Regions from separate parts of the Sus scrofa genome. Here all the other regions are linked to region 4. The links are chromatin contacts, called in public Hi-C and HiChIP or PLAC-seq maps. All regions are on one chromosome and are shown on one strand. The core of a region is the stretch at or near the end of the contact, and the rest is flanking DNA. Distances in the headings are between cores, read along the strand shown.

Region 1 (7,117 bases), core at 2,339-4,838, 120 kb after region 4:
ATATAGGCCCAAATGAACCTTTCCACAGAAAAGAAATGCATGGACTTGGAGAACAGACTAGTGGTTGCCAAGGGGGAGGGGGAAGGAGTGGGATGGACTGGCAGCTGGGATTAGCAGAAGCAAACTATTGCATTTGGAGTAGATAAGCAATGAGATCCTGCTGTATAGCACAGGGAACTATATCTAGTCATTTGTGATGGAACATGATGGAGGAAAATGAAAGAAAAAGAATGTATATATATATACACATGTGTGTGTGTGTGTGACTGGTTCACTTTGCTGTACAGTAGAAAATTGACAGACCACTGTAAACCAACTACAATGGAAGAAATAAAAATCATTAAAAAATAAAATGTTCTGGAGTTCCCGTTGTGGCGCAGTGGTTAACGAATCTGACTAGGAACCACGAGGTTGCGGGTTCGGTCCCTGCCCTTGCTCAGTGGGTTAACGATCCGGCGTTGCCGTGAGCTGTGGTGTAGGTTGCAGACGCAGCTCGGATCCCGCGTTGCTGTGGCTCTGGCATAGGCCGGTGGCTACAGCTCTGATTCGACCCCTAGCCTGGGAACCTCCATATGCCGTGGGAGCGGCCCAAGAAATAGCAAAAAGACAAAAAAAATAAATAAATAAATAAATAAAATGTTCTTAAACAAAAAGAAATCTAAGAGAGGAAATATGGTGTAATGGTTAGAGCATGGACTCTGGAACCATATTGCTTGGCTTTGAGCCCAGGCTTTGCCACTTACTGGCTGTGCGGCCTAGGGAAATTTACTTAACCTCTCTGTGCTTTGGTTTCCTGAACCAATAAAATGAGATCATGAGAGAGTCTGCCTCCAAGGGCCATTGTGAGGACTAAATGAGTTAGTAGGTGGAAAGCTCTTAGAACAATGCCTGGCACAGAGTGAACTCTTATATAGCTGTTAGATACTATCATAAAAGATTTTTCTAGTTGAACCTCTTTACGTTAGAGGTGAGAAACTGAGGTCCAAAGAAAGGCAAGTGACTTGTCCGAGAACACAAAAGGAGTTGAAGGTAGAATAGAACTGAGGGCTCTGCATCTATGAATCAATGTGTCTAGGGAATAAAAGGATTTATCGGTTGGCTTCTTGCCATGTGCCTGGGATTGTCCTAGATCTTGTCTCGGGAGGATGATCCATGTTTCCAGCTGTTGGATTGGGATGAAAAGATGTGTGCACAAGAACCAGCTTGAGCATTTCCCTAGGGGCTCAGCAGGTTAAGGATCTGGTGGTGTCACTGCTATGGCTCTGGTTACTGCTGTGGTGCAGGTTTGATCTCTGGCTGGGAACTTCCACATGCTGTAGGCATGGCCAAAAAAAAGAAAAGAAAAAAGAAAAGGATAAAGAAACAGCTCAAGACGAGTGCAATACAGAATCCATCCCTAACCCAGGAGCACAGTGAGCAATGGGAGGTGAGAAAAAGAGAAGATCAACCCGGGCTGGCTGAATCAGACAGGGGCATCTTAGAAGAAGTAGGGTTTCAACATGGGATCTCTAGGGTAGAGAAATAATCAGGAGAGTAGCTTTCCATTTTTGGAAAGTGACTAAGAAACACCAGACTCCCCAGCTCCACAGACACTCCCTACATATAATAAAGTGCAAGGGGCCAGCTCCTTAGAATCAGACGATCGGAAGTCCTGGCTCCATCACTTATCCTGTAAGTGATGTGGGCAGTCATTTGCTGTTTCTGAGCTTTACTGTCTTAATCTATAAAATGGAGGTAAAAATACCCTGTCCCTTGGATTGTTGTGGGACCAAAGGAGCTAGGACATGAGAGACACAGAAGACCAATTAAGATTAATACCTCCCCTTTTATGGCCCTCTTCTTTAGCCCATCAGATTGAAGAGTCCTTCAATATGTATAACAAGGGACAGGTTGTGAGCTGGAGACAGAACAAGTTAAATCATTAGAAAAGCTTAATTTTCTTTCCCCCAAGACCAGACCTTTTTTCCTCCGCTGGCAGGGAGAGGAGGGTGCTGAGGTTGCAGGGAACACAAGGCCTTGGAAAGATATGGTAAGGACGCAGAGGAAAGGTCCCAGAAAGGGAGAAGGGGAGCACTGAGGATGTATGGCCAGTCCCAAGTGGGGTGTCAACTTTCCCTTGGTGGAAAGGAAACATGGCAGCATGTGTTGAGCATGACTAAGTGCCAGGCATTATGCTAGATGCCAGGGATACAGCCTTGAACTATACAGGACTCTTACCCTGAGAGGCTCCAGTGTTTTAGTAGGAAAATAAAGCATATAATCCACATCGCAAGTACAAGTCAGAGAGCACAGAAAAAAAAGCATGATTAATACTATGAGGAGGTCATATGAAAGTGGATTTTGAAGGATGAGCAGGAGCTCAGTTCAGGGAGGCAATCTAAGGAAAGGCAAATGACATAAGGTTTATCACTGATAGAGTGAAAATGGTTTGAAAAGATGAGTTTGAAATATGAGGCTGGGGAAGGAGGTGGAGGCTAGATGATGGTTAGTCTTTATCCTGGGGCGCTGGGGGTCGATAAAGGTTTTAAAATGAATGGAGGATTGTGTCCAATTTTTAAGTTAGAAAGACATCCCTGGCAGCAAGATGCAAGGTGCACTGGAGTAAGGGCAAGCCTGGAAGCAGAATGCTACTGAAGACACAGTTTCTCTGGTCCAGGAGAGAAGATGAGGGTCTGAACCAGGACACCACATGGCCATCTTCTCAGAGATCCTCAACCGCGTGCAATTGTATCCTCTTCTTAATTCACAGCGTGTGGTTTTCCTCACTTGTGGAGCTGCGACCCTGGGCCATGTGTTGTGATTATCTGCATATTTGTCTTCCCTCCACTGCCAGGTCGGGAGCATTTTGCTTTCTCTGCACCCCTGGGCCGAGGAGCTGGTTCACAGTCGGCACTGATGTGTTTTGAGGGTCATGGGGTTTGGGAAGAGGGGCATGGGGTGAACACAGCACGTGGTCTAGTTCATGGCCAAACAAGCCCTCCAGGCCTTCTGTTCACTCACTTCCCTTCTATATTTGTCCTTAATCAAACTGTGCAAAGAAATCTTAACTGCCTTCTGTATTGTTTTGTGAATCAACAGAAGAGTCGTGCATGTTTACCAACCAGAGCTTTAAGGAAATAACACATAATCAGGGGAGGAAAAACCAGCTGGTGGTAGTTGGAGTTTGCCTGCATGATTGTTTGTTTCCCGTCTCATAAAAAAAGTTGATCTTGGTTCACGGTCTAGGGCATTTTCCAGAGATGAATTTGCCGGTCCACAAAGACGCTTGCGTGCAGTGTTATTTTCTCCCCTGCTCTTCCGCAATTTTCCCCTTGCTGCCTTCTGATGCATCTGCGTGGGCACAGACGGGGCAGCCCCAAGGTTAACTGGGGCCCAAACGTTGTTATCACCTGACATCTGCACCAACAGCTTATGTAAAACGAGCTGATTCCTGCAAGCACATGTCTCAGGCGGGAGCTGGGCCACCACCGGCATCCTGGAAGTTGTGCGCTGCCAGGAGGTGAGAACGAGACAGTGCGGAGGGCTGGGGCTGTGTGGGGCACTGGAAGGAGCTGCCTCTGAGAAGGGCTGGGACACGTGGGCAGAGAAGTCAAGTAAGAGAGGACTGCGAGTCCCGGGCAGCACCTGTTCCCAGGGAGTAAATAATACTTTGCCCTTGTCCTGCCTGTCGCCCAGCAGGCATCCAGTTCATCCTGCATTGTGGGCCGCTAGCCTCGCACCAGCGTGCTGCTGGTTTCAAATGTGCCTTGGAAAAGAAAGCAAAGACCCTGAGGGCTTCTGCTCCCTGCTCAGCTCGGTGCCCCTCCTGGACTCTCATTTCACAGCTGCTGCCCAACTGCAGGGCTCGCAGGGTGGGCCTGCCAAGTATTTGGAGCTGGTGCCTCTGGCTCTGGAGGGAAGTGAGGTGATGGGAGCAGAGGGCCTGAGATGATACTCGGCTGCAGTCCCAGGGGGAACAGGTGCTGGTGGCCGTGGCCTCATCCCATCCCCTCCCCTCTCCTCACCTCCCCCACGGCTCATGTCTCTGTTTACAGTCTATCCGCAGGACAATATTTGAAGTATTCGAAATATGGGTGTCATATCCTAAGACTGAATGCCAGTGCCATTGTGCAGAAGGAGAATTAGTAAGTTTAGAGACAGAGGAGATTAATCCGTCTGTTTGGGAATGAATCAGAGTCCAGCGATTAGGCTGCTTTGAAGGGACATCATTTTTCAGTTTAAGTAATAATGCAGTGGTTAAGGGCATACACACCTAGGTTCAAATTCCAGCCAGGCCATCCGCCTGCAAGAGGACTGCATTTTGGTAAATTCCTTTGTTCCCATTTGCTGGGTGACCCACTCATCCAGATTTGCCCAGGATTTTCCAAGTGCTGGGAGCCCCCTCAGCGAGCCCTGGACACCCCAGGAAAGGATGGGGATTGAGCTTAGCTCCTCCAGTGTGAAGCCTGAATAAGAATAGGGGTGTTTACCCCTGGGTCTGGCACACGCCAAGCACTCTGCTAGGCGAGCTAGCATGATACCCTTTGAGTACTCAAAAGTCATGGGATACTCAAGTCACCCAGGACCCGGGGGGGTGGGGGGGAGTGCAAGAGACAGAGTTGCAGACACTCCTGTTGCTGTACGAGCCCAGAAGCATTTACGCCTAGAGCCAGCCCTGTTAAGGAGCCTGTGTAACCTCTACCTATGAGGAAGTGAAGTCTTTGAAGGGCAGGACCTCCCCATTGTTAACAGCTGGAGAGGGAAGGACACAAATCTCCGACTCGGCTCTTCTCCATCAAGCCCTGAGTTCTTCTGCCCAGATGTTTCCACCCGCCTCAAGGCCGTTCACACAACACCTTGAGTATTGCACAAGCCTTTGCTCAAGCTGTCCCCTCTTCTGGAATGCCTCCAGCCCTCTGCCCTGGTCTGTTCACCCTCCATCTCCTCACCTGGCAGACTCCTACTTCTCCCTGGTACCCGGCTCAGGCATCTTCTTCTCCAGAAACCTGTACTGACCCTTCCCACGTGCCTCTACCCTCTTAACACCCCTTTGTGTCTCTGCTCCTGTGGTTCCCTCATAGTATTGTAATGACTTACTGACAGCCTGTCCCAGGAACCCCTTGACAGCAGGGACAATCTCTCTCTTTACACCTCCCCAGAGCCAAACATGGCTCCTGATGCATACCGGGTGCTCTGGAACTGAATTTGTTAAGGTCTAACATGATTGTTTTGTACTTAATAATCATAAAATAGCAACAATTCCTTGAGTCTTAGGATGCAACAGGCACTAGGTTGAGCATATATATTAATTATCTCGTAATCCTCATAAACTCATGACAGTTGATAAATGACAAACAGGAAAACAAGGCTCAGAGAGGCCAAATAACCTGTCCCAGGTCACACAGCCAATAAGCAGTATTTTCAACTAACACTCTCCTAACCTCTGGGTGCCTTACCAGTGTCAAACTCCATTCCTCGCATAGATGGGGCCCTGGGAACCAGCAGACAAAGTGAATGGACAGTGTGGGGCCAGGGCTGACAGTTATCCACGGGACACATGGTGCGGGACACAAGTGCACTGAAGTTGGGCCCTCATAGCCAGCTGGGGTTTTCAGGAGCCTCCGGCTCCTGGGCTGGCGCCGAAAGCCCTTCCTAATTCCAGGGCTTGTTTTCACCCTCCTGTCTTCCCAGCCCTTCTCATCCTCCCAGGCAAGGTGAGGTCTAAGAAAGCTGAGGAATGCGGCTGCATCATCTTCAACAAATTCTTTGCTGGTAAGACTGGGGGATTTTCCAGACAGTTTTCCTCTAACTGTTCCAGCTAGAGAACCCTGGGATAAGCTGCAATGACTCAGTCCACGGAAAGCCAGGGCCACTGAAGGTTCCCAGGAAGTCAAGCTGCCGTACCCACCCAGCCAAAGCAGGAAGTCACAGGCAGCCCAGGGTCCTCTGAGCCTCTGTGGGTGGATGGGCACAAAGCCAGAGGAATAAGCACTGCTGATAAGAGAGGCTGGGTCTGGAGGCGCCATGGCTCCCTTTACTACTGCTTCTGATCTACAAGAAACCTCAGCAGTGGACTTGGAGAGCGGTTCTGGGTTAGAATCCTTCCAGTGTGACAATGGCCAGGGATGCAGCCTATCTGAGCCTCAGGGTCCTCTCTGCAGACTCGGGGAAAGGGAACCTAATTAGAGGGCTGATGTGAGACTTTTAAAAAGTCATGTCTTCACAGTGCTGCAGGGACTTGACGGCAGCAGCTCTTATTACACGAGTGAAGGCAGGGAAATAAAATGAGTGGAGCTCCAGCATCTGGGGTGGCCATGAGTCCAACCCATTCCTTACTGCTCACCCTCTGAACAAGTCTGCCTGCTGCGCCATCGTGGCTGTGCCATCGTGACTGCACCCAGGCTGGGCAGCACGTACTGTGTTCCCTTGACCAGCAGCTCCCAAAGTGTGTTTTCTGCAGACCGGAATCTACAGGAAGGACTGGGGTGGCGGGAGCCCATTGTGTTTGCAGCGCGTGTGTTTCGCAGCCTTGGCAAGCTGCGAGTGCATGACCCCGCGATACTGTTGGAAGGGGACCTTTCCTCCAGAGGTCAGGCTAGGTCTGCGTTCTTGCCTAAGGAGGGCCTGCCTTTGAGAAATTCCTTCTTGACACCTTGCCGGAGGGCTCAGGAGTGCCCCGGTCTTGGCTGTGTCCCCTTCATCTTTCCCTCACCCACCCCCTTTGCTGGCAGAACTCGAGGCAAACGGAAAATCTGTGCTCAGGTGAAGAAAGATGTGTAATGTCTTAGATAACACCTGTTCATCTATGACTTTGAAGTATGTCAAAGAAAAGCCACATGACCTAAAATTGGTAATAACCTTTTAAGTCTTCTTGTCAAGTCAACATATAGCTATTATGCTGTGAGGGTTTGAAGGCCAAGGCGTATGAAGCCTTTATAGATGGAAAGGCCTGTGGAACTGATCTAACAGTTAAGAAGTGAAAGCCTCAAGAGGAGAAGTGACATTCTGAAGATTATCAGCCAGCTGGGAGGATTCTCTCCCTCTCTCTCCCTTCTCCTCCTCTTTCTCATCATCACCCCATGATGTGGCTGGTATGGTGCTGGGCCACACAAGAATACCAAGAATTAAGGGGGCAAGG
Region 2 (7,083 bases), core at 287-2,786, 85 kb after region 4:
ATGGATGGGGAACAGCCTTCCTTAGGGAGCACTTACTAAGGTCTAGTCACTATGCTGAGTGTTTTATTATCTCATTTAATCCAGAAAACACCTTCCAAGGTTGATACTATTATTATTTCCATTTATAGATGAGGACACTGATGTCCAGACACACTAAATAACTTGCCTAAATCCACAGAGCCAGGAAACACTGAAGCAAGGATTTGAAACCAAGTCTGTAGATCCCAAAGCCTGGCAGGAAGTGATTGCCTGACAGAGGGCAAAGGAGGCAGATGGGGAATTCTTTTAAAACACCATTAACCCTTGTGTTATAGGCTGAATTGTGTCCCTTCAAAATTCATATGTTGGGGTCCCAATTTCCAGTCACTCAGAAGGTGGCTAGATTTGGGGATAAGGTCTTCCAAGAGGTGATTGAGCTAAAATGTGACCATCAGGGCTGGCCCTAAACCAATATGAGCAATGTCCTTAGAAGGACATGGAGGAATCAGAGGGAAGACAGAAGGAGACAGCTGTGTTCAAGCCAAGGACAGAGGCCTCAGAAGAAACCAAAATTGCTGACCCCTTGATCTTAGACTTCCATCCTCAAGAACAGGGAGAAAATGAATTTTGCTGTTTAGCCTCCCCCCCCCCCCCGCCCCCGCCGGTCTATGGTATTTTGTTACGGCAGCGGGAGCAAACTAATACATCTTGTTTTCTCTTTGGGGACATTGTTTCGACAGAGGGAAGACTTCAGGCCTGTTGACTGTCCTTTTGGTTGTTTTCTGCTGTAAAATAAAAGTGGATGAGAAATCTAGGTCTCTGTCCCCTTCTCTTCCCAACTTGACCCATGGGTCCCATGCCTAAGGGGCATCTGTTCAACCAAAGCTGCCAGGAGACCATTCTTCTTTCTGGCTTTTATAAGAGAGGAGACAGAGAGGATTGCGCAGTGCATCCCAGCTGGGGAGGAGAGCTGGACGGGCCTTACGTGGCAGAGGCTGATTCTCTGAGGTGAAGGGGTGATAAGAGTTCTGAGGGTGCCACAAGGAGGACACGAGGCCCATTTCCTTGCAGCACCACAGGGTGTGACTGTTGCCATGACTCACCAGGCCCACATTCTCTTGCTACAGAGCGCTGGCATCTCAAGGCACAGTTCACGGACATCTCAGTCGCCACCACTGTGGATCCAGGACTGAGGGCAAGACCGCCAAGAAGTGTGCCTTTGCTTATGGGCCTTCGAACCCATGCTGCAAGTGGTGCAATTAGCACCCATACAAGCTGAGCTGGAGTCTCCCATCAGCCCAGAGGGATGAAGGGCCCAAATTAGACTGAGGTGAACTTTACCACGGAAAAGAAAACAATGTGATATTTTTGCACATCCAAACTTGTGCATTGAGAGGCAAGCCGAACAGGCTTTATTTTCAGACCCGGGATACAGACAAGCAGGGCAGAAGCCAATTCCAGGCAAACTGAAAACACTTCTGTCAGCAGGAGAGACAGGGAGCCAGAGAGGAGGAGGAGTTGGCGACCCAGTGTTTTTCTTCTGGCTCTGCCGCTGTCTCCTGGCTCTGTTTTGTCTCCTGACTAGACCTAATTATGCTTGTCATCTGCATCAGAAGGATGGGGCTGAGATTAACAAGTTAATGTGGGTAAAAGCTCTTGGAGCTCAGTAGATGAAAGGAGATCTAATTAGCAAGGCCAGCAAGGACCGCAGGCTGGCAGAGGGCTGGCCAGGGTGGGCTCTGCCCCTTGGACTCACCAGAGAGCTCCTTATAGCTCCTGGAAGGGGCTTCTGCAGATTCCACCCAAGCCTTCAGTACCGAGAGGAAGACCTACCTCATTCTCCTGCAGCCCTAGAATTCTGTGATTCTTCAGGGGTGGAGGGAAAAATGTGTGCACCTGCTCTAAACTGAAACAAGGGAAAGGGGCAACTCTTATCTCTCTTTTCGAAACATAGGCTGATCTGCATGAACAGCGGTTAATAATACACAGAGGTCAAGTGAGTTCCGTGAGTGAGCGAGAGGGACGTAGGGTCAATCCTGCCAGCCACTTACTATATGTGAGAATTTAGGCAGAACACTCAATACCCTCGAGACTCTGGTTCCTCCTTTGCCCAGATGGGAATAATACTTCCTACCTCAGGGCTGTGAGGCTTAGATATGTTCATGCTGGACCCAAATACATGTGTTTTTAAATCAATAATAGTAGTGCCCGGGATATAATCACTGCTTGAAATATTGGTTGGCTTGAACTCTTTCATTTAAAGAAAACTGCTTATCTATGACAGGCAAGGGAGAATGGGTACTGTGTATCCCAGGGGTACAATGCTGAGCCATAGACACAGCTCTGCTCTCAGAGAGTTGATGTGTGTATCAGATGACAACTCCCATAAACCCTCAAATCTTCCCCCAGTGCCTTGCTTCTACTCTTAAAAGGCATCACTTGGGAATTTTTTTTTTAATTAAAAAAATCCAGAGTTCCTGTTGTGGCTCAGCAGGTTAAGAACCTGACATAGTCTCCATGAGGACGCAGGTTCAATCCCTGGCCTCGCTCAGTGGGTTAAGGATCCAGCGTTGCTACAAGCTGTGGCTAAGGTCACAGATAAAGCTCAGATCCAGTGTGGCTGTGGTGTAAGCCAGCACTTGCATCTCCAGTTCGACCCCTAGACCAGGAACTTGCATATGCTGCAGGTGTGGCCATAAAAAGAGTTTTAAAAATATAGCCTAAAACCTGCTCATAGGTCTGTCTGGCTGAAAGAAAAAGACAGTTGATTCTATTCTAAGAATTAAAGGGGATGATGAGTTTAGAAGACCCTGAATTAGCCAAGAATCTTTACATGTAAATGCTGGAGTAACCCTTCCCCTTGGACTGAGATAGGTTATCCAGAGTTTCACCTGTTATGTAAATGGAAGCCTGGGGGGCTTGGAAATGGGGGAAGAGTTTGTCCTTTGTCTCCAAAAAGGACCAGTTTCCACTGGCCTCTTTCCTTCTGGGCACTCACTTATCATCATGCAGCATAGCACAGGTCAGTGTAAATATTTTGTTAATGGCTATCTCTCCCAGTGGGCAGTGACCTACTGGAGGGCGGGGTCCCTGACCTGGGGTTCCCAGTTGAATGTCCTGGGCCTGGTGCTGCCTTCTGCACCTGGGCTTAAGGCAGGCAGCATTTCCTGAAGTTCTCCTGCAGGAACTCTAGGAAGTACTCTTATCCAGCGCTTTTTGTACGTTTAGAATATGAGGAATAGGAGGATTCCTGACTTGCTGGCAATTCTACAGCAAGAATTCTACAGCAGTTCTAAAGCAGAGCCATGACTCAGAACACACAGCCACACTGGTCCACGCCACCATGCTGGCAGATATTTGTCAGATATGTATAGGATGGGAGAAGGGGTGCAAGGGTTGGATGGACAGATGGGGACTTAGGTGCAACAGGGCCCATGTTCTAGGCTTGTAGGCTTCAGTGCTACATTCCCCAGAAATGCCCCAGAAATATTAGGTGGTACAGGCTAGCCTCTGCCCATTAGCTGAAGAACCTTAGGCAAGTTACCTCATATTGTAAAGCCTTAGTTTCCAAAATGGTGATTTAAAAAAAACAAACAAACAAACAAACAAACCAGCAAATCTAGACCAAATAAGATACTACTTCACATTCCTTGAGATAGCTGTTTTTTTTTTTAAAGGAAATAGAACAAGTATGAAGAAGGATGTCAAAAACTTGGAATTCTTGTACCCTGCCAGCAGGAATGTGAAATGACATAGCCATTATGGAAAACAGCTTGCCATTTCCTCAAAAAATTAAAAATGGACTGACCATATGATCCAGCATTTCCACTTCCGAGTAAACACCCAAAAGAATTGAAAGCAGACTCTCAAAAAGATACTTGTAGACCTATGTTCATAGTCTCATTATTCATAAGAGCCAAAGGGTAGAAGCAGCCCAAGTGTCCATCAAAGATGAATGGATAAACAAAGAATGGTATATACATACAATAGAATACAATCCAGTCTTTTTTTTTTTTTTTTTTTTTTTGGCTTTTTAGGCCCGCACCTACGGCATTTGGAGATTCCCAGGCTAGAGGTCTAATCAGAGCTGCCAGTCTACACCACAGCTCACGGCAACGCTGGATCCTTAACCCACTGAGCAAGACAAGGGATCGAACCCACAACCTCATGGTTCCTAGTTGGATTCGTTTCCACTGCACCACAACTGGAACTCCAGAATCCAGTCTTAAAGAGGAAAGAAATTCTGACCCATACTACACCACGGATGAAACCTAAGGACAATATGCTAAGTGAAATAAGCCAATCACAAAAAACTAACACCACATAATCCCATTTATATGAGGTACCTAGCAGAGTCAAATTCAAAGCAACAGAAAGTAGAATGGGTTGCCAGGAGCTGGAGGAGGAGAGAATGAGGAGTTGTTTTTTGGTGGCTACAGAAGTTCAGTGTTGTGAGATGAAGAGAGTCCGAGACATTCCCAACCAGGTGAGAATGGTTAACTGAATTAACCTACTGAACTGTACACTAAAAAAAATGATGAAGATGGCAAATTTTGTGTTACATGTATTTTATCACAATTTTAGAAAGAATAAAAGAAACAAATGGGGAGTTCCCATTGTGGCACAGCAGAAACGAATCCAACTAGTATCCATGAGGATGCGAGATGGATCCCGGCCTTGCTCAGTGGGTCGGGGACCCAGTGTTGCTGTGGCTGTGGTGTAGGCCAGCAACTGCAGCTCTGATTTCAAGCCCTAGCCTGGGAACATCCATATGCCACAGGTTCCCTCCTAAAAAGCAAAAAGCAAAAAAAAAGAAACAAAAGAAACAAATGAATCTACTTGGGAGGAGTGTTATGAGGATCAAATAAGATAAAGTCTGGCAAAGAGTGAAGAAATGCATTGCCCAATACCTTAGGAACCCCCTCAGACTGCATTTTAAGAGAGGGTTTCTATCCCTTTAGCCCTAAAGAAGTGATGAGCACTGCAAGACTTTTATCCAGTGTGGCAGGCCACACAGAGAGGTTTATTGTTGGGGGTTGTTTGGTTTTGCCTCTTTTTTTTTTTTTTTTTTTTTTTTTTTTTTTTTTTAAGTAGAGAGGACTCTGGGTGCAATTGCCAACTACAAAGCAGACACCTCTTACCACCCACAGCCCACAGGCCCAGGGAGTATTTGGAACTAGCTTCCAGGCAGGGTAGGGCAAGAACAGGGCCTGATGGGGTGAGGTCCCATTTTTCTGTCTCTGCCAGACACTGGTGCCAGTTTGCAACCAGCTGCCGGCATCTTTCGGTGCTGCTAAGAAAAGTTTCAGGAACTCTCACCAAGTCAGAAATGCCAGGCCTGCACCCCAGTCAGTGCCCAGCACAGCCATCTGCACTGACTCCCTGCACTGTCTGCAGAGCAGGAACGATAGATCCCATCTAGGGAGCCCTTTTGTGTCCATGATCTCATTTAATCTTTACAACAACTCAATAGGGCCTTCTATCTCCTTTGTAGGTGCGAAATCTGAAGTTCAGAGAGGTAAAGTGACTTGCCCAAACTAGCGATTGGAAAAAAAACTAGACTTGAATTTAGATCTGGCCAAAGCTGTCATCCATTTCATTATGCTACACTGGAACTGAGTGAATGAATGGATAGATGATTGAATTAGTGAACGAAAACTGGGGAGGTTATTTCGAAATATCTTTCACCTGAGGATTTCAAAGCACTTTTCAAGGATTCAACGGTTATTTGTTGAATATCTACTCTGCAGGCATTTTATAAAGTCATGCCGTGGTTGTCCTTGTCCTTAGAGAGCCTGCAGCCATCTGGGGAGACAAACATGTGATAACTAGTAAGAGCTAACATGTATTGACAATGCTAGGCTAGATTTCCCAAGGGTTATTTTATTTAATCCATATCAAAAAATAACATATGAAGGAGATACTGTTATAAATCCATTTTTCAGATGAGGAGACTGGGGTTTTGATGGATTACGCAACTTGTCTCTGATTCTATAACTCAAGGCTACTCCAAGTGTGGTCTTTGGCCCTAATTGCTTATCAGTGGTCTGCTACAAAATGAGAAATAGAGTATCAGTGTCCCGTAGCAATTTAATACAGCAATATTTATGTCTGTTGAATAAAGTTATTTTTAAAAATTAGTCTTGTATTTCCAGTGTTCATTTCTTTTTATTTCATCTCATTTTTAAGAACTCCCCTCAGTATTAGAGGAGGATTGGTTCTAGAACCCCCAAGGACACCAAAATCCATAGACACTCAAGTCTCATATAAAATGGTATAGTATTTGCAAATAACCTAAACACATCCTCTCATATACTTTAAATCATTTCTAGATTACTTGTAGTATCTAATACAATATAAATGCTATGTAAATAGTTGCAAAAATGGGACCTCACCCCATCAGGCCCTGTTCTTGCCCTACCCTGCCTGGAAGCTAGTTCCATAACAATGTAAATGTTATGTACATAGTTGCTATCCTGCGGTAAAGTCAAGTTTTGCTTTTTGGAACTTTCTGAAATTTTTTTAAAAATGTATTTGATTCACGGTTGATTGAATCTATGGATGCAGAACCAGGAATACATAGGGCTACCTGTAATTCATTTCATTCTATTTTACCAAAGCATTGATCTGCAATGGATGGGAAAGAAAAAAATAACTGCTCCCTTGCCATAGGTCATTGGAAAAGCAGTGAAACAGTTTAGCAATTGCAGACCTGGGATTTGGGATTTGACACAAGCCAATCTAATTCTACAGCCCAGGCTTGTCCTCAGGGTCGAAAGATGGCTGCTGCTGCTCCAGGCTCTGTATTTACATTCCAAGAAGGAAGAAGCGAAGGGAAAGGGCAAAAGGCACCTGCCGGCTTAGTCACATGGCTCCTGGCAGTTTGTCAGACCAAATTTACTTTCTAACACGTGGCCTTTGTTCTTGGCATTTTATTTTCTCCATATATGTGCACAGCCTTGCCCCTTCACTTCATGGCAGATCTCCATTTGAATGTTACCTCCTCAGAGAGGAGGCTGTCTCTGGCCACCCTGTCTAAAATAAGGCCTCTATCCATTCATTCCCTAGCTCTGTGCTATCCAACACAATAGCCACTAACCAAGT
Region 3 (6,746 bases), core at 2,010-4,509, 75 kb before region 4:
TTTTAATGATCAAAAATAATTCCTTCCCTCTTAATGTTATTTTTTAAGTATCTAGTGTATAGATTATTGCCTGATGCTACGCAAAGTGTTGTAAAATAGGAAATACATCCGATAAGGGGGAGGGGTGCAGTCCGCACAAGTCAGTGATGCTGTAGCTGAGTCATTAAACTGAAAGAACTGAAATTTATTCTGCGCATGTACTTGCCAGTCTAACATGTGTCCAAGGCAAATGGCATGGCTCAGTGAGAAGGATTGTAAATATGTGTAGCATATTCTGAGAAGCGAGTGGACCTAGAAACCCAACCCCCAGTGATACCACCGTTTCTATGGGAAAATATGCCCCTTAAGCGCCTTCTTTGAAACCACCTTTTGAAACCCTGCCGATTTATAAGTTGGGGGTTAATGATATGAAGCGATCACCTACTGATCTGTAGAATTCTCAGCCTGAGTCCATCATCAGGCATTTATTGAGTAACTCCTGGGTGGATTACACCCTGATAAGCATGGCAGGGTGAAACAAAAGAAATAAAGGAGCGTTTCTGCCCTCAAGAAGCTTGTACCCAGCCGGAGAGGAGAAAGCATGCCTGCAGAGCAACCTGAGAGCATTCCCAGTGCCTGAGCTACAAAGCTCGGGTCCTGAGGGCAGCAGCCTCAAGGAGGGGAGCTTGTCGCTCTTCACTTGTCATCCCCAGAGGCACACCAAAGACTCTCCAATTCTTCCCGGAGAGCCTCGCACGCACAAGCGTGAAGCCACGGCTGCAGTGAATGTCATATGACTCCCAGATGCTGAGCAATTGGAAACCACAACTGGCATGTGCCATTACCTTATTAGGAAGGGTTCGGGCTTCTCTTTTTCTCCCCCTACTTTTTCTTTCTTTCCTTTCTTTCCTTCCTTCCTTCCTTTCTTCTCCCCACCCACCCCCCAGCCCCCCACACCTTAAAGGTAGGCTCTTGGCAATCTGGATAATGGTGTATCCCCTGTGCCCCAAATTCCAGCTCCAAAGCACACCCTGGTGAATATGGCTTTCTGAGATGTGGAGCCTGACTTTATGTTCTGTGTCATTTTCTGGGAGTGTCTAGACACGAGACAGACCTTAACCAGTGACTCGGGATGGCACGCAGGCTCCTTGCCTTATTTGTAAGGCAGAGCTGCTGCTTTTCATTGAGCTCAAGCCTTGAGGTCACCAAAAGGGAGAAGGGACATGGGGGGAGGGAGCAAATTGGCTGTAAAATTCCTGAGTCTGGGGCTGTGCTACAGGCCCCTGGGAATGCTGACAGCCTGTGGAGAGGGGAATGTGGCTGGGGCTGGGCTGCCAGGTAAGGCCTCCAGATCAACCACTGTGTCCTGATTGGAAATGCCTTAAACACAGGCTCTTTGCTCCATTCTGTACATTGCCTCTGAGAAGTACAGAGGGTACTTCCCCGGGGCTGAGTCAGCAAATACTTGCACCCGAGGCTTCCATATGATGCTGTTCTTTAGCTTCCTGGTTACTCCTGAGGCTGTAGGGGAAGGAGGGGGGGCACGCCTATCCAGAGGGTTTAAATAACAATAATAATGCAAACTTTCATGGAGCATTTACTGTGGTCACCAATTGGAAATGCTTCATAGGCTTGTCTCATTCAAATCTCTCTCAGCCCTTTGCAAGGTTTTTACATAATTATCTCCATTTGGCAGATGAGAAAACTGAGGCTTAAGAAGGGCAGGTAACCTAGCCACTGCTAGTAGGTGACAAAACTGAGCTGCAGACTCAGATGTGTCTGCCCTCACATGGAATTGCCAGATGGCTCTGCCTCTGGAACAACTTTTTTTTTTCTTTGTCTTTTTGTCTTTTTGCCATTTCTAGGGCCGCTCCAGCGGCATATGGAGGTTCCCAGGCTAGGGGTCCAATTGGAGCTGTAGCCGCCAGCCTACGTCAGAGGCACAGCAACGCAGGATCCGAGCCACGTCTGCAACCTACACCACAGCTCACAGCAACGCCGGATCCTCAACCCACTGAGCAAGGGCAGGGATCGAACCCTCAACCTCATGGTTCCTAGTCGGATTCGCTAACCACTGAGCCACGATGGGAACTCCTGGAACAACTTTTTACCTACAGTTTCTCACAGAGCTTTCTTCAACTTAATTCTGCATTATTGGGCAAGGAGAGGAACTCCCCCACCGCCCGGCAGTGAGAAGAGGGAGGGGGCTTGGAAAAATAAGTCGAGATGAATTCATTTTGAAAAAAGGAGGATTTGAGAGGGAAGTGCCCCGTTCGTCTACAGAAAGGAAGAGGCTCTCCTGGACGCTGTGTGAGGGAAGAATGCGTGGAAATGAGTGGGAGAAACAGAAAGTAAACCAGGGCAGGGCAGGATCCAATAGAAGGAAATGGGAGAGTCAGCAAAGAAAGGGGCAGTTCCTGCCTCCGAACTCAGCGCGTTAATGATCAGCGGCTCCGCAAACGCTTCAGTCCTCGCGTGCCCTCCGCGGTATGCAGAACTCCCTCCTTGGGGCGTAGGGGGTGGTTGCTCTCCCCAAAAACAAAACCATGACATTTAATTCTGAGTTTCTGCAGGGACTGGATGAAGTCACCACTGGAAAAACAAGAATGGCAGCGCATGTTAATTCTTTCAGGAGCCCTCAGAGGGTGCAAATAAGACACTGCCACCCCCGGGGAGAGCCTGCGGCCCTTCCTCCACCCTCTCTCCTGGCTGCCCCCTCCCCCCCAGCTTCCTGCCCCCTTCTCGATGCCTCCATTGACGATCTCACATCCCTTGTGTTTCTCTGAAGAAAAAAAAAAAAAAAAATGTATAAAGGAGATTTTTGTAAAGCCAACTCTGTCTTCCCAGACGCCCCTGGTATCTTTGCTGGCCCTCTCTGACTTTCCTGTGAGATTGATCTCTGATTGGCCGCCTGCCTCCTCGCACTGCTTTCTCTGTCACCAGCATCTAAAAAGCCCGGGATCTCTTTATTGATCTTAAACCAAACTCTTAACTACCCAGGATTTCCCTTCTTCAGCAGAACTCTTTTGCAAACGGAAGAGCCCTTTACAAAGCAAATCGTGATCCCCTTTGCAGGACGACTTTTTTTCTTTTTTGTCCTCCCTAAAATGGAAAACACTCTCTGATCCCTGCCCTCCCTCTCTCCACCCCCCTCCCCCTGCATGCAGACTAAGAGTCTCTGGTTTTAATATAGCCAGTTCTGTAATTATTTGTCTTCTTTGCAGATTAGGAGACTGAAACATTGCAGCCACTCACCGCAGGTTCCCACTTGGCCCCAGTGAATAGAGCAACGCCCCACCATCCTTCTCCCCGTGGCCAGCAGCCTCAAGTCCCACAATATCTCTGCCTTGGCACGGGGAGCTGACATTGTTCGCATAGCGTACATTCCTGGACAATGGATCTATCCAATTTAACCTTCAGAGCACCCCCATCGGTTTGTGGGTGTCTGTTCCGGGGAGAGGAGGAGAGACAGTTCACACATGGTGCTACCCACACACGCCAGAATTCCAAATCTTGGTCCGCAAGAGATTAGCTGAAAACTGTGACACTCAAATGCACTGGGGAAGTCAATTGTTTGATGCAGTTCAGTTTTTTTTGTCAGGAAACAGATAGCGCTGGTACTGGCTTCTTTATAAATGCTCCCCACTCACTCCCCTCCCATTATATGACAGCCTTTTAAAAATAGCCCCATTTCATGTGGAATGAATCTTCATTCATTAAGATGCTATAATAACACCATCGTTCTTGAGATACTTTCTGGTTATGAGTGGTGCCTAATCAGGGAAACGTTAAAACTCTTTTCTCAAAGACCACGTCTTGTATCACCCAACACCGAGAAGAGTCTTTGTGTTTTTAAAGCTACATTTTTGCCGTTTTGTGTGTATGAAGTTGGGTTCCAGAAATGACCCCAGGAAAAATATAAATTAAAACTCACCAGTTTTTCTTCCACTTCTTTTGAGTGAATTATCCTCTCTTCCCCTCCCCCCCCCCGCCCCACAACCCCAGCCTCCAAAATCTTTTAAAATATGTTATTGGTTTGAGGGATGTCTAGCTGCCTTTTGCTTTCAAACTGAAGTTAAAGCTTTCAACATCCTTGTCACCCTCCTTTTATCTCCTTTCACCTCTCCCTGTGTCTAAGACGATGAACATTTTAGAACTTTGAAATCAAAATAAAATTGCAACGTCCCTGAGTTACTTACTGGTGCTCAGTAGGGCTTAAGCATGATTTTTTGCACATAATTTAAAAATCAAAACACCAACTGGCGGATTTAAGCCAAACCCCCCTATTTTTAGAACAGCATTAAAAAAAAAAAGGCAGATTTTATTTTCAGCCACACAGCCAAAGAGTAACGAAGGAGGAGGTTCCTGGGCATTCCTCCATCCCTCAGGGCAGAGCTGGAGTGACCGTCTCCTTGCTGAGAAGCTGCCCCTCTCCGGATCCTCCCCGGGGAACAAGCCACTTCCCAGCCTGGGTCCAATTGGTGACTGGGGGGAAAAAAGGATGTTGCAGGCTTAATTTTTAAAAACAAATCAAACCAAGAAAAAAAAATAGTGTTTTGTAACTTTCCCTTTAGTTCTGACAGATTTGTGTGATCCTTCAGCTTGGAGGTAAAGTGGGACTTCTTTAAATTAAGAACAGAGAAGAAAAGTTTCCTTATGTATCCTTACAATTATACCTTTGTCACCTGGTAGTTTATAGGGGAGTCAATTTTTTTTTAAAAGGACAAGGCTCTATCCTTTAATTATCCCAGTTGGTATTCAGCTTTAGAAAGTCAGCGTACCTGCTGAGTATGTTAATTTAACCACTTTGAGTATCTTAACTCTGCCGGTCTCCCACCCAGGCCACCTCCCCAAAGAATTCAGAGGAGTCTGTGATGTGTGAGAGCTTTGTACCTGCATATCAGGAAGATATTTCTGTCTCTGAGTACTTTGGCTTTAATTAAAATCTTTAGGTCAGTCTTGTTTTGCTCCTCCTACAACTTCAAAGTCATTTATTCATTGATTCATGCATTCCTACTTTCTGCTAATTCAGTCAAATAGTTTTTAAGTGCTTACTTTTCACTCACTAGGGAATATAGACAGAAACATCCTGCCTTCAGGGACCTTAGATTCTAGAGGGACCCACAGAGAAAGAAGGGGGGGTTATTCCAGATCATAGTAAGTCATAGAATTGTTGCCACAAATATTTGTTAAGGGTCCACCTACTATCCAGAAATAGATGTTCTTATAGAACTGTCTTTGGCAGGGGGCTTCAAATTCATTTTCTTATTGGTCTGTAACTCTGTGAAATACTGGGCCGGGGTTGGGGAGGGTTCCATTTTCTTCTTCTTGGAGGAGAGGAAATTGAAATTCAGAGAAATGAAGCTCACTCAATATCAAAAGTTAGACAGTTCTGGAGTTCCCGTTGTGGCTCATCGGAAACGAATGTGATTAGTATCTGTGAGGACGAAGGTTCAATCCCTGACCTCACTCAGTGGGTTAAGGATCTGGCCTGGCTGTGAGTTGGGGTGTAGGTTGCAGGCGAGGCTCAGAATGGCGTAGGCCAGCAGCTATAGCTCCAATTTGAGCCCTAGCCTGAGAACGTCCATGTGCCAAAGGTGCGGCCCCAGAAAGACAAAAGAAAAAGAAAAAAAAAAAAAAGTTATACAGTTCCTATGTGGGAGAACCAAAACCCAAGACATTTGGACCCATTTCTGTCCTCTCTCCCCTGTGCCATGTCACCTCGTCTCAACAGAGCTAGCAGCTTTTACGTGGGAGAACCAAGGCCCAGAAAAATGAAATTCCTTCTCCAAGTGGCACAGCTAATTCAAGTCCAATCTGGGATGAAAGCCCCAGACTTTATTCCGCACGTGTTCTTCAGTTTAACAGCTCAGATCAAAAGCCTGCTGGACCCCATAGCCAGTGTCTGTGCTGGGCTTACCGTGTTGGCCCCTGCAAGAACTTATGTATGTATGTATGTATATATGTATGTATTTATTTATTTTTCTTTTTATAGAAATATATATATGCCCTGTGGCATATGGAAGTTCCCAGGTTCCTAGGCTAGGGGTTGAATCAGAGCTGCAGCTGCCAGCCTAGGCCACAGCCACAGCCACACAGGATCCAAGCCACGTCTGTGACCTACACCACAGCTCACAGCAACCCTGGATCCTTAACCCACTGAGCGGAGCCAGGGATCGAACCCGCATCCTCATGGCTACTAGTCGGGTTCTTAATCCGCTGAGCCACAATGGAAACTCCTTTGAGAACTAATCTAGATACAACTTCCATTGATGATGTTCACCACCCCTGGCTGGTTTGTCATCTGTATATAGATGCTCCTGTAAGAGGGTGAGGGGTGGTTTTGTTCATTTCCCAAACACTTGTGTATATGAACACTTTATAAGTATTAACTCATTCATTCCCCAACACAACCCGAGAGGATCTGTCCAATTATTACGCTCATCTTAAAGATGAGGAAAGAGTCACAGAGAAAGTGAGCGACTTGCCTTCAGGCCTACAACGAGTAGGTGGCAGCGCTGATCAAGCCCAGACAGCCCGGCTGCCCTCTAAGACTGTAGCCACTACTCCCTGTTATGGTTTGAAGTGGGATCACATATTCCTTTAGATGATATGCTAGAGAGGATGATGCTAGAGAGGCCGAGGTTCAAATCCTGGGTCTCCCCCTTACTAGGTGTGCGATTTGGTGCAAGTGCTTGGACCCCTCTGGGCTTGGCTCTGTCCCGTGGGTCTGATGCACACTTGGTAGGCTTGTGGCGAGGAAACAA
Region 4 (7,736 bases), core at 4,971-7,470:
AGACGAAAATTGAAGCAAGGATTTTATAAGGGTTACAATAAGGCATTTCAAAACATGCTTTGGAAATACTTCCAATTACCAATCCACAAACAGCTGTTTCCTAATAATGACCCTTTTTTCTTTATTTGGGAAATAAAACCTGTGTCATAGGAGATCAGTCCTCTCATTATACAAGTTGAACTTTCTGAGTGCCTTGGTGAGCTGAAGAAGGGAGGGGGCAATACTATTTTTGGCACTGAGGTGAAGCTGCCAGTGGAAAAAAATAGATATTTTCCACCAACAATGCACCTTAGATAGATAAGGGGATTTTTGTCCCTGTTGTAACATTTCCACCTACTTGCAATAAATTGGTTTAATGGTGTTTAAAGCAACAATTGAAAAACGTTAGCATCATTTAGAAGTTGAATCTGTCCTGGTCAGGTCATTGTGCACTTGTTTACAATTAACTGTTTCAGGATTGGAGCTTTCAGTGCCATGCTATTTTTGTGTTCTGTTCAATCAGGAGGAAAGAACAAGAGTTAAAACTTAAAAATCGAAATGGCACCATTGCATGAATTGCTGAGATTTTCCTGAAACAAAACAATCTGAAGAATGCATATTGCCGCTTCATACCTCTAAGCACTAAGAATCGAGAATACAGATTCAAAACACTTTTCCAAGTATATATACCATAGTATAAGCCCCAGATTTCTCTGACACCTTAAAAGCTTTTCTATTGCTTTCACCTGTTTTAATGAGACACACTGTATTGAGCGCCCGTCCTATGCCAGGTAATTTGCATGCATTATTTCTAAATCATTTGGTCAACAAATGTTCATTCAACACCTACTGTCTGCTGAGAAGTGAGCTAAGTACTGGGCTAGCAATTACAAACCAGACATTGATTGGTTCTTACCTTCAGGGAAGTTACAGTTTTATAGGAGAGGAACAACTCTGCAAGTTGGTTAATTTTATCTCCATTTTGCAGACGAGCAAAACAGGATGCAAAGGGACTAATCCTGGCTGTTCCTAGAGCTCCTTTTACCAAGCAAGGCTTCTTCTCCCCACTCTGCCTTCCCAGTTTAATTATCTTTGCAGAAGGGTTTTTAACCAAGTAACTGGGCAAAAGAATTGAAATTTTTTTTTTGTCTTTTGTCAAGGCATATGGAGGTTCCCAGGCTAGGGGTCGAATCAGAGCTGTAGCCGCCAGCCTATGCCACAGCCACAGCAAGGCAGGATCCGAGCTGCATCTGCAGCCTACACACCACAGCTCACGGCAACACCGGATCCTTAACCCACTGAGCGAGGCTAGGAGTCGAACCCGCAACCTCATGGTTCCTAGTCGGATTCGTGTCCGCTGCACCATGACGGGAACGCCCCAAAATACTTTTACTTTAGTGGGAACGAGGAAAAAAATTCTGTTTAAAACTCACTGCTCTCAATCTTTGGATAAGGTAAGAAACAAATATTAACTACCAGTTATGTTTTGGATTGAGCACTGGCTTAAATAAGACACAAGTCTAAACAAGGCCTAAAGCCCCACATTTCTAGTAGATGTGGAAAAACAGAAACTTAATTGCAAGGTGAAGGGCTCATGAGGCTGTTATTCCTAAGATATGCAGAAACTTCGCGCTTTTTGTTACTGTTAGCTGTTTTTTTGTTGTTGTTGTTTGCTCTGCTCTGATTTCTACTTTTTCCTGATTGTATGTAGTCAGGACAAGGATGAGAGACAGATGGCAGGGGAGCCATGGGGGGTTTGAGACGTAGGCAAAAAAAAAAAAAAATCCTGTGGACTAAAGCTATATTTGGCCTCGCCTCAGTGGGCATTTTTGCTTTCTTTGGCTGTATCTACAAGAGGTTGTTGCATTTAATTATCTAGTGACCAGTTCCAAGTAAAAGATGACAGTTCTGCTGAAGCCTTTCATTTTTTTTTGCTCTCTTCCTCCACCTCACCCATCTGCTGTCATTTAACCAAACCCCAGAGAACCGAAGCAGAAACGTTCTGCTGGAAGGCACACAGCTCTAGAAAGAGAATAAGAGCACCAGACTCGGGCCACTTCCCTGTTCCCTGCTTCTGCTTCTGCAAAATGCACAGCCTTGGACTGTTACGGTCACTTTCTAATTGGCCTTCTTACCTACAGCTGCTTATCCCAGTAACCCGTCTTTCAGGCCCCAGCGTTATCTTCCTAGAACACTGATCACGTCACTCCCTGCGTGAAGGCCTCTGCAGTCTGGCCAAAGTTTACAGAAGGAAGCCCAAATGCTAAGGGTGACACAGAATGCCCTTCAGTCTGGGCCTGATTCCCACCTACCTTTTCAGCCTTATCTTTCCCTTATCTCTTTACACCAGAGGCACACACAGAATCGCTCTTTGTTCCCTGAACAGGTTTTGGTCTAAGCCTCCACACCTTTGCAGAAACTGGTGCCACTGCTAGTGATATCCTTTTCCTGTTTTAAGATCCATATAAAATGATCACTCCCCAGGAAAAACTCCACTTGTCTAGCAGGTAGCTTTGATCACTCTCTCTCCCTTCTTTTTACCCAACATGTTGCACATAATCTTATTATAGCACTAGTGTCATCAAACTGTAAGTATTTACTCAGGTTTTGCAGGTGCAATGTCTAACACTTCTTTTCCTTAAGTCCAACCCCAACTCCTCTTAAATCACCTTTGTTTTTCTCACTTTGGATATAGTGTAGAGCAGGCCATCGGTAATGTTTGCTCAAGAATAAATAAAAAGCAAAATTATGCCCCCGTCTGGCCCCCAAATGTTTAAAAAGTGGAAAAAAATTATGTATACATGTACAAACACACACAGCTATATACAGAAATGCACATACACCACATGCATATGAATTCAGAAGGGTTTTAATTTTTTCATATTAAAACAACTTCTTTAAAAGAAAGTCCAAGTTAAAAGAAACAAGTGTACACATTAAGAAATGATGCAATTATTCCATACCAGTTTATTGTAGGTATTGTGTTTCAAAAAAATTTATAGCATAAATAACCTTTCATGTCATAAAATAACTTAGTACAATTTATAATAAAACTTTGAGAATTTAACATCTCATCAAAATACAATAAAATATGGTTTTAAAATATGATTAACCCTTTCTGCTTTTTTTACTTGAGGGCATATAAACCCAAAATACCCAAACTACTGCTGAACATTTAAACTTTAACAAAACATATTTGGTTTATTTAAATGTAACTCCAACCATCCTAAATTAATACATAGTTTTGTTTTCCATCCTGCGTGGTTCTTTGTAATTTTTGTTCCTTTTGACTTGCATTTCTGTTTCCACACAGCTTCCTTCTTCATTTTTACCTCTTTCCATCTGCAAAGTCATCTATCTTCGGGCTCCTGGATCATGTAGTTGAACTCACTCAGCCCCTTGACATCAGTTTCTGTAATCCTTGCATCAGTGTAGGGAGTAACTGCTTGAGTAACTACAAAGGTATTTCAAAACTTCAGTGCAATTTGGTTCAGTTATTTTCATTCAGATGCCATCACCGTTCAGGAAGATTAATCACTGGAACCCACTGATCCATGTAGCGACTTTCCCGGCAAAAACAAATAAGTTGACTTAAGGCAGGATCCTTCCACTGCGATGAATGTGGATTCTGGGAACAAATTTAGAAAAATAAATTTACTATTAAAAAAAAATCAGCATTTGCTGCTAATTACACCACTTTTGAGAGGAAAATGCCTGAACATTCAATACTTTGGCTGTATGACTTGGAGACCAGTTCCAAGCATAAAAAGTAAAATTTCTAAGTGGTCGAGGTTTCTTGCAAAATCGTTAAGGATAATTCTTTACTAAGCTGTATTCTGCAAAGACTGAACACATGCAAAACCCACTGAGCCATATATATATATATATATATGTATATGTATATATATACACATACACACATATATATGTGTGTATGTGTGTATATATGTTTGCATGATAATATTTATTCATTTTTGCATGTGAGTTATTATTCACAGGCTTGTCCTACCAAACTTGTACCTTGGCAGAGACCTCAGTGAAACAACTGTGAGAAATATTTCCATGCTGTGCTACTACAAGGTGAGAGCTGCATAGCAGTTAACTAGGATTGCCACCTGTTATCCTCCCAAAAGAGAGTAGTATTTTTCAGGAGTAGCAAAATAATTAGGCTGCCACTTAAGCAGATCAGCCAAAATGCAATAAAAGGTACAAAACAAAACTATCACATTGACTTCTGTAAACACAAGTTCTCTACCTACCAAGGTTTTGGTTGGTTTATTTGGTTTGGTAGATAGAGGAGGCGCCATTTAAAAAAAAATGCAAAATTGCACACACAAAAAAATTCCACTCTATTCTTTAAGGTATTTCTAGGGAATTAATAAGGTATGTCTCCTACACCATTTCTATTTTTAGCTCGGACTGGCAGAGAATGAGGCTGACTCCTTAATGAGGGTGAGCCAGGAATTTATTTGGCTTTATCTAATCTGCCCTGCTAAAGGAATTAGTCACGGGAGGTAGTGCAGATGTAGGTAGGGAGTAGCTGGGCTGACAATGCTGACTCACAAGGATCCCTTCCGCTTCTGGCAGCTTCCAACGTGCTTAGACATGTTCTGTACCAGAGAAAATCCCGATGATGAAACTAGCACATCTCGGCTGAAAGTCCAGCCACACTCTATAACAGGGCAAAGGCGCCTCGTTCTTGACCGCCACCCATTCCAGATCTGCAATCAGGCGACTCTTAGCCCATCTGGACTTCCTGCCAGGACTCTAACCCCGACCTGGCTGCAGTCCCCTTCTCCCTTACCGTCACCAGCACGCAGTGCAGGTCCGGGGGCTGCTCTGCGCCCTCGCTCGCGGTGGGGCCCGCGTCCGTCTCCAGGAGCAGGAGCTCGGCCAGCCGGCCGGGGTTGCTGACTCGTAGGATGTCGATGTCGTTCTCACAGCAAAACGCTTGGATCAGGGTGAAGTGGATCTGCAGAGCCACGTCCCTGTCGTCGTCCTCGTCCGCCGCCAGCAGGCACAGCACCACGTTATCCGGGTCGCTGCGAGCAGGGACCCGGCCGGTGAGCCCAAAGGCACGACCCGCTGCGTGGGAGCCCGCACCCCCCGCCCGGGTCGAGGGGGATCGCGCCCTGGCCCGCTCGCTGCCCCTCGGACAGACACGGGGCAGGTGGAAAGTGGCAGGAAGGAGCGCTGCAGGGTGAGGGGCGCCCCGCGAAGGCGACCTCCCGGGGCTGAGGCGGGAAGGAGTACCACGAGAGACACCCCAGGGCCACACTTACACGTTAAGCAGCTTGGCCGCCTCGTACACCCCGACGGTGATTGTGCGCTGACTCAGGGCTTTGCTGAGCACTTCTTCGAGGGCATCCCCCACCTTATCCATCCTACGAGCAGGCAGAGCGAAGAGGGTCCTGTCAGCCCGGGGCCACGCCTGGCCGTTACCGCCCCCTCGCCCTGCACCCTCCCTCCCGAGTGCAAGGGCCATCGCGCACTCGGCCTTGTGCAAAACCCGGCGCTCTCCCGGCTGTCATCCTCCCATGACCCCTCCTACGTCCAGAGTCCTGTGAGAAACCCCGTGAGTGGCACCCGCCACCCTCTCCTGAGGGCAGTGCCAGTCGTTGGCGCTGGGCTCAGCCACAGGCTGCCGGCCTCAGGAGCCACAAGGGCAGGGATGGTCACTTCTGCCCTTTGCAAAAGCTTAAAGGGGTTCGACCGGCGTGGAAGGGGGGGCACGCTCTTTACGTCCACGCGCGCCTCTGGAGTGTTCCCAGGGAAGAAAGGCGGGAGAGAAGGTGCCCTCGGCAAACTTTTAACCTCTGGCCCCCCGAAAACCGTGCACAGCCCAGCAGCGCTAAGGTGCATGCAGTGGACGACGAGCAGAGCTCAGGCAGAGGCGCCGGCCCACTTACCTTTCAGTCTTCTGCTCTCCAGCCGAGAATTCCTCCAAAGTCATATTGCAACTGCAAGTCCCCTACTGAGAGAGAGCGGCGTGCGGGTTGCTCCTGCCACCGCGAGCGCGCGGGCGCCTGTTCTCTGCGCTCCCTCGTAGGCTACTCCAGCGCCCGCTGCCGCCGCGCCGTCCGCCCCTCCCGCCCCACTCGATCGCTCGCTGGCCTCCTTAGGGCTCGCGGGCCCCCGCCTCGCCTCGGGCCACGACACCGACACGGCAGCTGCCTCACAGCCACTGAAGGACAAAGGCCCCGCTCGCCAGAGTTATCCTGCCAACTCCCAGCCAACCAGCACCCGCTTTATTTGCATACGCGCAGCTATTGGGCTATGCAAATCAGCCTGTTCCAACAATTTGACCCCAGCTGCTGAAACAAGGCTGTGAGGAGCGGAAGGGGGAGGAGCCACGTGAAAGGCGAGCCTAAGGGGCGGGGCTGGGCCGGGGCAGGGAAGGGGGGGCGGGGTCCCGAGCGGACTGTCTTAGCCTGAAGGCGGGGCGGATGGGAGAGGCGGTGTTTGCGGTGGTTGCGGGGGTGGGGGGGGTGTCTTCAGCTTGGGCTGGAGTAAGCTGCCAAATGTTTTTCTAGTTGGTGCACATTTTTTTTCTTTATTGTCGTTTCATGTCTTTTGTGTTTGGGGGCTGCTATTAAGATCTATTTTCAGGGTTAATGCGTCCAGGTCTAGTAATTCTTAATAAGCAGGTTACATAAAAAGTGTCCAGACCTCTGGGGCAAAGTTTACCTCAGAAGTGTTGTTTATTTAAGTTTCGGCAAAGCTGCTTATTAGTAGTAGTATTATTTCGGTGCCCTGATGGCTGGTTTGATTTATTTTTGGAAGGTTGCAAGGGTTGGAAGCTCAAAAAAGAAAAATCAACACATTTGTGTCTGGTGGTGGCAGGGAACCAAGCTGGAATCCTTTCCACACAAAGCGGAACGGCGTCCCACCTGCCCGGGGTAACTCTGGAAAACCATGTTGAGGAGGAGCTGGTTACCACATGTGTGTATCCTAGCCTTACAGCCCCAGTTCACCTTTCTCAGACAGCCTTTCCCAAAGGAGGATCCTTCTGCAGGACACCAGTTAAGACACAAATGTCTGACACCCACACAAGCAGTGTGTCTAAATTCAAGATGCTTTCAATATGCCCTCAGCTTCCTTGCATAAAGCAAGTATGTCACTACCTTCCACAGGGAGCCTATGATCTCACTGTGAATTGTTGATGTTAGAGACTGAATCATGAAGCTGCAGTTATAGGACTTTTCAGTCATATGCTAAAATTTCACCTTTGAGGTAATGGCAACTTGTGGGTGGAAAGAAAGCAGTAGTTATACATTTTTTAAAAGCCAGCTCGAATGTATAGATTTTCACTGAATAGGTTGAAAGTTCTGTCCTTTGTTTTACGAGTTTATGCAATAAATTCAAAAATAAGTGTTAAACCTACTGAAGTCACCAAAAGTGGTAAAAATGCTCACTTGCATTCAAAACGATGCTTGCATCCGACAAAGATCACAGAAGTAATTTTTTGCTAAGCTACATGAGTTTTTGCACCCGTATGTTTGCATCATTCTAGACAAAATATTCTCCAGCTCTCTTGATCTTAATTTAGTGGAAAAGAAAAGTGATCGGTCAGTTTTCTGGCTCATTTATTTGAGCTGCCATTTTGCACTTAATCCCTAACTGCGTTGTCAGCAAGGGACAATGTTTGAGTAAAGGAATGGTGCCGGCCAATGCATAATTTACCCAGGAGTGTAAGGTATGTTTCATATCTATATCTTAGATTCTAATATACAGTATCTTTGTTAAAGAATTCCTTT

The links. A called contact is a pair of places that touch in the nucleus more often than the background predicts. HiChIP or PLAC-seq counts read pairs in DNA pulled down with a chosen protein or histone mark.
Region 1: an H3K27ac HiChIP or PLAC-seq map of skeletal muscle shows a contact between it and region 4, with 5 times the contacts expected there. The contact joins the enhancer-like site here to the promoter of GADD45A in region 4. A contact is called at or near these places in 1 of 5 promoter capture datasets (liver), 9 of 47 Hi-C or Micro-C datasets (embryonic fibroblasts, fetal heart ventricle, liver and 4 more) and 1 of 2 datasets of contacts at active chromatin or transcription factors (skeletal muscle).
Region 2: a contact with region 4 is called in a Hi-C map of liver, with 3 times the contacts expected there. The contact joins the enhancer-like site here to the promoter of GADD45A in region 4. A contact is called at or near these places in 1 of 5 promoter capture datasets (liver) and 4 of 47 Hi-C or Micro-C datasets (liver and skeletal muscle).
Region 3: a contact with region 4 is called in a Hi-C map of alveolar macrophages, with 3 times the contacts expected there. The contact joins the enhancer-like site here to the promoter of GADD45A in region 4. A contact is called at or near these places in 2 of 5 promoter capture datasets (fetal liver and liver), 26 of 47 Hi-C or Micro-C datasets (adipocytes, alveolar macrophages, blood and 15 more) and 2 of 2 datasets of contacts at active chromatin or transcription factors (alveolar macrophages and skeletal muscle).

The regions. Positions count from the first base shown.
Region 1 is chr6:145,065,418-145,072,534 of Sscrofa11.1, forward strand. LOC110261213 (a long non-coding RNA gene) reads right to left here. Exons shown (of 2, transcript XR_002345157.1): 2 at 3,092-3,330. Among named protein-coding and RNA genes, the nearest start is that of SERBP1, 120 kb to the right of the region's middle. Within about 2 kb of position 3,589, at least 21 of the 83 cell types and tissues checked have an H3K27ac peak or open chromatin away from gene starts, as enhancers often do. A contact at or near this core is called in liver, mesenteric adipose tissue, retroperitoneal adipose tissue and 1 more, where this site is marked.
Region 2 is chr6:145,027,190-145,034,272 of Sscrofa11.1, forward strand. No RefSeq gene overlaps it. Among named protein-coding and RNA genes, the nearest start is that of GADD45A, 87 kb to the left of the region's middle. Within about 2 kb of position 1,537, at least 16 of the 83 cell types and tissues checked have an H3K27ac peak or open chromatin away from gene starts, as enhancers often do. A contact at or near this core is called in liver, where this site is marked.
Region 3 is chr6:144,866,037-144,872,782 of Sscrofa11.1, forward strand. The region is part of intron 2 of GNG12 (guanine nucleotide binding protein (G protein), gamma 12); the gene reads left to right. Among named protein-coding and RNA genes, the nearest start is that of GADD45A, 75 kb to the right of the region's middle. Within about 2 kb of position 3,260, at least 44 of the 83 cell types and tissues checked have an H3K27ac peak or open chromatin away from gene starts, as enhancers often do. A contact at or near this core is called in alveolar macrophages, embryonic fibroblasts, fetal liver and 4 more, where this site is marked.
Region 4 is chr6:144,937,869-144,945,604 of Sscrofa11.1, forward strand. It overlaps GADD45A (growth arrest and DNA-damage-inducible, alpha), which reads right to left and starts at 6,221. Exons shown (of 4, transcript NM_001044599.1): 1 at 5,889-6,221; 2 at 5,262-5,363; 3 at 4,784-5,021; 4 at 2,834-3,607. The coding sequence starts at 5,932. The coding sequence ends at 3,494.